Regions from separate parts of the Mus musculus genome. Here regions 2 and 3 are each linked to region 1. The links are chromatin contacts, called in public HiChIP or PLAC-seq maps. All regions are on one chromosome and are shown on one strand. The core of a region is the stretch at or near the end of the contact, and the rest is flanking DNA. Distances in the headings are between cores, read along the strand shown. Region 1 holds the start of Gdi2 (guanosine diphosphate (GDP) dissociation inhibitor 2). Region 2 holds the start of Calm5 (calmodulin 5). Region 3 holds the start of Ucn3 (urocortin 3).

Region 1 (2,700 bases), core at 128-2,627:
TTTCGCCTCTTCTTTGACTCATTCTGTCTTTACTTGTGTCTAATTTGTCCTCTCTGCAACCTGTCCCTTTATAACTGTCACAGTAAAACTGCTTCCTCCTCCTCTTCTGTACTGCCTCTTAAATAGCTTCCCTTCCCTCTCTCTTTTGAGAGCTGGGTATAACCTGGCAAACCTTTCTCTGATTCAGTCAAGCCACTCAATTAGACATCACTGTTAAACATGGGTGCTTCCTTCTAATAAACTAGTTTTACCTTTGGAATCAAAGGTGTGCACTTAGGGTGTGCCTGTATTCCAGCAAGATTAAAGGTGTGTGCTAAGGGCCGAGGCACAGCACAGCTAGTTCAAAGCCAGTGGAGCTTGATGTCCAAGGGGCCTGCAAATGTTGCTTTAATGGTCCTGAGGGTTACTGGAAGGTCTACTTTGCACCCTGACAATTCTGTTGTCCAAACAAAACAAAACAACTCTGAAATTAATTAGATTCAACAAAGTTTTAACAAGGATCAGGATCCAGAACCAGGCAGCACACCAAAGATGGTTCAGAAGCCCCACCTCTAGTGTGGTAATTGCATGTAGAGGCTGAAACACAGCAAACATACAAAATATAGTGCAATTCAGCATTTGCCTTTATAAGCACATTTTGGCAGCCTTCAGCCTGAGAGACTAGTTGAAGCCCAGTTGCTTGGGTACCAGGGTTATCAACTCTTAAATTTATAACCTGCTTTGCATCACAAGCTAGAATGCGGAGCATTATATAGGAAAGCCATTCTGGACCACATTTTACCTAAAGCATGGATACCAGTTTAGAACACATTTATTTGTTCGAACAGAACCATACAAGTTTAAAGCAGGGCACACAGAATCCTGAGGTCTTCCCAGCCCCGCGCGGGCAGGGGCAGGGGCAGGGCCAGGAGCCAAGCTGCAGAGGCAACGAGGCTGCCAACCTTCGGAGAGGCTGGCGTCCTCACGACTTGGCCCCGCTCGGCCAGGGCGATGCACGTACACCTCTCAAAGTCCCAAGGGCGGAGCTTGGGCTCCGTGGCCCGAAGCCTAAACAACCGTGCTCCATCTCACACCTTGGCGCGAGAGTCAGGCACGTGGTAGCCCAGCTGCAGTTTCCGCCTTGTTCCTCCTATTCAACTAGACCCTCAGCTTCGCATGTCGCCGCCCATACCACAGGAGCACAAGACGGGTGAAATTTAAAAAAAAAAAAAAAAAAAAAGCGCAAAACCGGAAGCCAAGATGGCAGCAGTCCGCCCTTCTCTCGCGAGAGGGGAACGAGGGGGGGAGAGGTGGGGTTAAGGAAATTCACCAATGAGAGAGCAGGATCCCCTTGACTGACGGCGCCGTCGGCCTCTCGCACGCCCCGCCCCGGCGCCGGAGCTCGCTCTCCTCACCCCGCGCTCTCCCCGCCTCCCCTCCCTCCCCTCCCTGCTCTTCTCTTCCCGTTGAGGTGGCGGCCGGCCTCTCCTCCTCCTCAGCTCCGTTTTTCCTCTCCTCGCTTTTTCCCTTTCCCCCCGACCCCCGGGGCCCAGAGCGGCCGGACTTCTCGCTCCCTTCTCTACGGCGGCCTCCGAGCCCCCGCGTGCGCTCCTTTCCCCGCCATGAATGAGGAATACGACGTGATCGTGCTGGGCACCGGCCTGACGGTGAGCTGCGGCGGGCTGCGGGGAGACGCGGCCGGCCGGCCTCCGCCGGGCCCGGGGGCGAGGGCGGGTCCCATCGGTGTGCACGAGCCTCGCCCGCGCCCGAACTGCCGGTGTCTGCGCCCCCTTGGGGGCCGTCCCCACTCGCCCGCGTTGAGTCTGGGATAGGGAGGTCGTGGCTTGTTGGGATGCAGTGATTTGAAGGCGTCGGTAGTGTGTTAGGGAAAACCAGGATGTGGAAGCCGGGACGTGTCCGTGGGAAGCCTGCCCATTGGGAAGTTGAGGGCAGAACCGCCCAGCAGCCGGAGAGAGACAGCCTCGTCCTCCTGCAGGAAGGAAGAGGACCGGGAAAACAGCTTGTGCTCCTTGCACTTCCCCTTTGGGTGAATGACCTCTCCCGCTTGGAAGCAGGCAAGCCCTGGACCGAGCGGGAGGGAGTCGCTGCTGGCGCCTGCACTTCCTATGTAAGTGGCGAGTAGCAGCAGCAGCAGCAGCAGCAGCAGCTTACTCAGCTAGTCTCAGGGCGCAGAAAGCCAAACAGAAGGATGATCGCTGATCGATAATTTGTCCTAGAGTTTGGCCAACTTAAGTTTCTAGAGAAAATCATGAAACGAGTTTCTTTAGGAAAAAAACAAACACCCTTTTTCTAATTGCTTCACTGCCCTCTCATCCACTCGCTTGAAATGGGAAATGAATTTTCTCAAAACTTGTCTGTTAAATACTTTTCACGTCCGGCCCGTGCTTCCCTTTTGTTTGGTTTATTGCGTGCCGCCACAGTTTCTTGAGAAGGGGGAGGCTAAGTTCTCTGTACTTGTTACACTTCTGGGAGGTTAGAAAATAAATGCGCAGTGTGAATGTACTGGTATGTAAATGTAAGGCGGTCCCTAATGCTCCAGTACGTTTTCGTCAGTATCTATCTGCTTAAATATGGGAAAAATATAGACAGGTTTTTATACTTTGTGCTTTCCCCCCGGCCCCCCACTGTGACAAAAGGGCTGATCTTTTGCAAAAAGGAGTTGGGAAGAGAACCGACCATTTTGAATATCAATTGCGGTGT
Region 2 (2,700 bases), core at 185-2,684, 320 kb after region 1:
GCAATCCTTCTTCAAGAGATTTAAAAAAAAAAATTTTGGAAAGAAACTCCCTAACTGGAGCCTTTCTCTTTGCATCTCTCTCTCTACACCCGAGGTCCCCTAGACACAGGCTTGGAGCCAGGGTGGAGTGCCAGAGAATCTGGGTATTTCTCACTTCAGAGATGCATTAAACTGATTGACTTAGAGACAGGTAGAATTTGTTAAGTTTCTCAGTAGGATAATAAAGAAGTTTGTTCCTAAGGCTGTGCAAGAGTGGAGGAAGGCAGAGTCATCAGCAGTTAAAAAGGGGCTTACTTGAACCTCATCTTGGGTACTACATGGCAAATGTCTAGTCACAAGCGATGTTCCCACCTTTGGAAAGTCTTAAAGACTACCCCACAAGAGTGAGGTCTTGGTCTAAATCCAATAACCTGTCCCAGGTTGTACAGGGATGGGTTTCCTTTCAGAATGTAGAGCATACACAGAAGGCCATGGGTAAGGGGTCCCAAGTGGACTAGTGTGCTTAGGGCTGGTACAGGAGATCCCAAAGTGCTCAAGTTCCTGTCACGGCTGCCCTGTCCTTGGACTTTGCTGGCCACACATTGCCTTCCAGTGAAGAAGCAGCACCCACCCAGGCAAGACTCTCTGACCTAAGTTTCTTTCCCTGCTTTGTGCATGGAATGAACATCTCTCATCTCCAATGGAGAACCAGAGAGTCCAGAGAACACTGGACTTAGCTGCGGAATTGTAGGACTCACTAGGGGAGATGAGAGATCCTTCCTCTCACCTCTGAATTCACACTTCACGCTTGTTTTTGTAAAGGATGCCACAGCAGCAGAATGATACCCAGCTCCTTACTTCCTGGATGCTAAAGACAGACAGCCCCATCCTCTTTTCTTGCCCAGCACTAGCGAGTGCAGTGAAGGCTATAGGTAAATCTAGGAAGACTTGGTACTTCCCCCTTTCCATCAAGCTCACCCTTAGGATAAGAGCTGAGAAGGGTACTAAACTGAACCCCACTAAGGACTGCTGATCCTGATCCCTGACAGCTTCTTTGACACATGTGCCTCTCCCCAGTGAGTCTCTGTGAAATTGGGGAAGCTTTCTTGAAACCACCAGTGTGGTCAAAGCCTCTATGAAAATCAGCCACAGGGGAAGTGTGTCTAGGCAGATGTCCATGCAGTGGGGTGGTCTGCTATGTGGGCCAGGACAGGCTGGCAGGCTTTGTCCCATGCCCTCCAGGCCACTTCCTATCAACTTATCCACAGATCTTCTCATCCATTAAAATGATGTCATTCCTTGTCTGTCCTTCCCTGGGAGGAGCATCATGCCTGGGGGCAAGGAGAGGAGGGTGGGGAGTCTCCTCCCTTTGCTCCAATCACAGAAAAGGAGGGGGTTCCTATGCCATGGCAAGGCTACCTATAGCTCAGCTCTTCAACAGGCACAGCTTCAGAGCCCAGCAGTAGCCTTGAGCACTGGACCAGAAACCGCAGGAGCAGCAGACTGACATCCAGTTGACACCAAGCTCAGAAGCTTTGTAAGGTACAGAGATGTCTCACGGGTTTACTAAGGAGGAGGTGGCCGAGTACTTCAGACCTTTTTTTTTGGCTTGACAAGAATAAGGATGGCCATATCAACGTCCAGGAACTTGGAGATGTAATGAAGCAGTTGGGCAAGAACCTCTCACATGAGGAACTGAAGGCTCTCATCTCCAAGTTGGACACAGATGGTGATGGCAAGATCAGCTTTGAAGAATTCTTTAAGTCCATCAAAAAGTACACTAAAGAGCAGGAGCTGCAGGCTATGTTCAGTGTCCTTGACCAGAATGGTGATGGGTACATCACTGTGGATGAGCTCAAAGAAGGCTTGTCCAAGATGGGAGAGCCGCTTTCCCAGGAGGAGCTGGAGGGCATGATCCATGTGTTTGGTGCAGACCAAGATGGGAAGGTGAACTATGAGCAGTTTTTGAGTCACTACATTGAGACTGTATACAAGGTCCACATATCTGACTGACTCTGACAGGCACTTGTGCCTTCTTGCAGCGCTCTGCTTTTGTGGTGGTGTTAAAAAGAAGAGAAGTCTGTGTGGTGTATGGAAACTATCTCATGAGTGAGGAAGACTTTATTGGCTCTGGATGCTGTGCCATCTGGAGCTGCTCACTAGTCCCTTCTCTGCCTGCTGAGACTCTGGTCAGAGGATGGTTTCCCTGGGTGTGTCTCTCCTCTCCCTCTTGCTGTGGAATGGGCACTTCCTACCTCCCAGGGCTCTTATAACAGTTTAAATAAAAATGCAAATTCTGTGTGCTTGGTGTTTAACTAAAAAGGAGAATCCCAAGGGCTTCCAACAATACATACTTTGGGCCTGTGATCGCTTCCATAGAACTGGAGAAGCCTTCTGCCTACCTCTTGTCTTCCCTAGTTCCCCATAAGGAGGAAAGGTAAGTACTGGTATGTGGTGGGGGAGGTCACATGGAGGAAGTAGTTGTTTTGAGCTTTAAGCCCTGGGATGGGCAGGACCAAATGCACCCGCACAAAGAAAAGTCACCCTCTTTCTTACACACAGCCTGTTTTGCGAAAATCTTGAAAAAAAAGAGGGTGAGAATTGTCTCTATATTTGTGCTTCTGCACATGTGTATGTCTGTCTTCATAAGCCAGTCTGTGTGCATTGTGTATGTACATGTTTGTCTATATTCTCCATGTATATCCACATGGGTTTAGAGAT
Region 3 (2,700 bases), core at 60-2,559, 410 kb after region 1:
TTGGCCTTTCCTTCTGCGATGTGCCAGACTTTTGTGATGTGGAGATTTTCTCTCCCTGTGGTTCCTTGGGGCTCTTGAGAACCTCGGTAGCAGCAGAGAGAGCCAACAGAGCCTTAAACTAAATCACATCTTCAATAAATATTTGTTACATAAACTGACATTCAGATTAGCATTTAGGCACTTAAGGAGATTAATTTGCAGGAAACCATAGTTTCCATTCTCCTTTTAGATGTATTGTCTGTGCAGATACATGCTATTACCTGTTACTGAGGGAGAAGCGTGTTCTTTGAGGCACAGGGCTTTTGTTGTTGTTGTTCTTACTTTGAAGCCACACATATGTGTTTCTGCACACATATGTGCAGAAAACAGTGCTGCAAAATTACTGTCTACAGTTTTCCCAGGAAAAATTTTAAAAGTTTCCTCTCTTGCTATGACCTGGCCTCCCTGGAGGCTCCTGCTGTATAGGTTTACCTATGGATTTGTGTCCTGCTCATCTCATGGGCTGAGAGAGAGAGAGAGAGAGAGAGAGAGAGAGAGAGAGAGAGAGAGAGAGAGAGAACAAACTGCATTGGATCTGCCACTTCTTCAGAATGGTCATTTTGCACCCTGAATAATTTCTCCCTGGTGTCTCTGGTACCAATTTCTGCGGATTTAACACAACCCTGGCCATGGAGTTCAGCACTCTTTTCCCATGAGTTCCCACCGGGAACTGCTAACAACTCAGCTGTCTAGTTACCAGCCAGCCCTTGTTGAGAGAAAATACATTTACACTTCATAAATCAGTCCCGAGGACAACCTTACCTGTAAGTGGACTTTGCTCTGGAGTGGAAATGCTCAGGTCGAGGGGCACAGCTTCCGGGCCAGGAGGCTACTCCCTGCAGGTCCTCTGAACTTCTGACTGTTCAGGGTTGCAGCTTTGTCTTCTCTGGTACTGATTGTAGTGGGCTGTGATCGTTCCTCTCTATGGAAACCGCTCCACTCCCCTGTGCATATATGTAAAAGTGGCAGATCACAGGGTGGATCGTAATTCCAGATGTAGTGTCTACATTAGGATGAGATTTCATTTAAAATACAAGAGCCGGCTGTGCACGTCACAGAGATGACAGGTACTCAGGAGACTGTAACCCCTCCTGCCTTCCCCTCCTCTAGTCACCTCCTTCTTCCCCTCCTGCCCTTGCAACTTGCTTCATTAATTAAAGACAAAAGAAAACAAATAACAACAGAACCCAAAACACAGGTAAGCCGAGAAGCAATGTCTTTGGACAGAGTTTCATTACTGATTTTAATTCCAGCTAATTCTAGCCTCTTCTAACCTCTCCCTCCCGCTCACCCTCCCAGTGGAAATCTGGGGCTCCAAACTGCTTTGCAAGCAGAGAAGGTGGTTTGGAGTTCATCTGTTGCCTTGTCCTTTTGTGGGTTCTGACAGCAGTGTTAGCCAGCTACTCATACAGCTCATTATCACTGTGTACTTGGCAAAGACTTCTGTGTCCAGAGATTTTTAATAGGAAACCACTTGAATTTTACCAGTCTGTGAACACACTATTTACTGGACACCTACTGTGTGCCAGGCATGGTTTTCAGTCTCTGAGAGAATTCAATGATAAGGAAGTTGGGAGTTGGGGCTGGTATAGAAAAGAGGTTGAGGTAGATGAGAGAGAGAGAGAGAGAGAGACAGAGACAGAGAGAGAGACAGAGAGAGAGACAGAGAGAGACAGAGACACAGAGAGACACAGAGAGAACAACTATCAATTGGCAAATGCCTTAGTTTAGAAAGGAGCGTATCTAAGCACTTGAGAGCTCCTTATGCTCAGTGAGGGGAGAGCAGGAGGTGTGAACACAGTAGGTCAGTGATCTGGTGTGGACAGAGCTGAGGGGCAGAGGCAGCGGGGAAGGAGCTAGGCAAAAGGAAGTTAGGTCTGGCCCATACTTAGAAGTGCTCTGAAGACCTGTTTAAAGAACAAACATCACTTAATATGTCCTAGAAGATTCGAAGGGGGCAGGGTCCATATAGGTGACCCTTAGTTCATAGATGAGAAATAGTTTGCTGGTGGTACCACATAGGCTTAGGGTAACAGAATAAGGTTAGAACTAGCCTTACTAGGCACAATGCCATTTCTAATCCACTTTAGACTTTGGGCTGAGAAGAATTTTTAAAGAGCCGTGGGACTGACTGGGTCTCTGTAGTCTTCGTGTCAAACCCAGAGTCCCCAGCCCAGGTGATTGTTCCTTTTGTGAAATTCCAGGTGAAGAGCTAGGTGGGCTTCTCAGATGATCAAGGCTCCTTCATGCCCATAAATCTTTTGAAGGAAAAGTAAAGAAGGGGACCAAGGTACCCAGTCTCTTCAAACACTCTATCTTTCTTTATAAGATATGAAACTAAGGGCTGTAGTGTAGCTCAGTGATAGAGCACAAAGCCCTGGGTTCTACCCACCAGTCGGACAAGTTTCAGAGTGATATGAAATTGAACCCCGTTTCTCAAGAGGTGTCTGGGATGGGATTCCCTGGAGGTCAGAGGTAAAGTGCAACTAGATTTGTGTTTGATTCAAATCTGCCAGTTCTATCATCAATTAATTAGTATATACTAGTCTAGGAGAAGGTTTTCTGTTTGTTTGTTTGTTTGTTTGTTTGTTTTTTATTAGACAGCCAGGGAACTCAGGCAGATGGAGAGTAGGTGGTTAGAAACTTGAACTTGAGTATTTC

The links. HiChIP or PLAC-seq counts read pairs in DNA pulled down with a chosen protein or histone mark.
Region 2: a contact with region 1 is called in an H3K27ac HiChIP or PLAC-seq map of embryonic stem cells, with 6 times the contacts expected there. The contact joins the promoter of Calm5 here to the promoter of Gdi2 in region 1. A contact is called at or near these places in 3 of 115 datasets of contacts at active chromatin or transcription factors (embryonic stem cells, extraembryonic endoderm stem cells and pancreatic cancer cells).
Region 3: an H3K27ac HiChIP or PLAC-seq map of embryonic stem cells shows a contact between it and region 1, with 4 times the contacts expected there. The contact joins the promoter of Ucn3 here to the promoter of Gdi2 in region 1. A contact is called at or near these places in 1 of 39 promoter capture datasets (cranial neural crest) and 4 of 115 datasets of contacts at active chromatin or transcription factors (bone marrow-derived macrophages, embryonic limb bud and embryonic stem cells).

Annotation. Positions count from the first base shown.
Region 1 is chr13:3,536,698-3,539,397 of GRCm38.p6, forward strand. Gdi2 (guanosine diphosphate (GDP) dissociation inhibitor 2) reads left to right here and starts at 1,378. Exons shown (of 11, transcript NM_008112.4): 1 at 1,378-1,646. The coding sequence starts at 1,602.
Region 2 is chr13:3,852,739-3,855,438 of GRCm38.p6, forward strand. Calm5 (calmodulin 5) reads left to right here and starts at 1,435. Exons shown (of 2, transcript NM_001008706.2): 1 at 1,435-1,556; 2 at 1,597-2,023. The coding sequence starts at 1,530. The coding sequence ends at 1,992.
Region 3 is chr13:3,944,040-3,946,739 of GRCm38.p6, forward strand. It overlaps Ucn3 (urocortin 3), which reads right to left and starts at 1,310. Exons shown (of 2, transcript NM_031250.5): 1 at 802-1,310.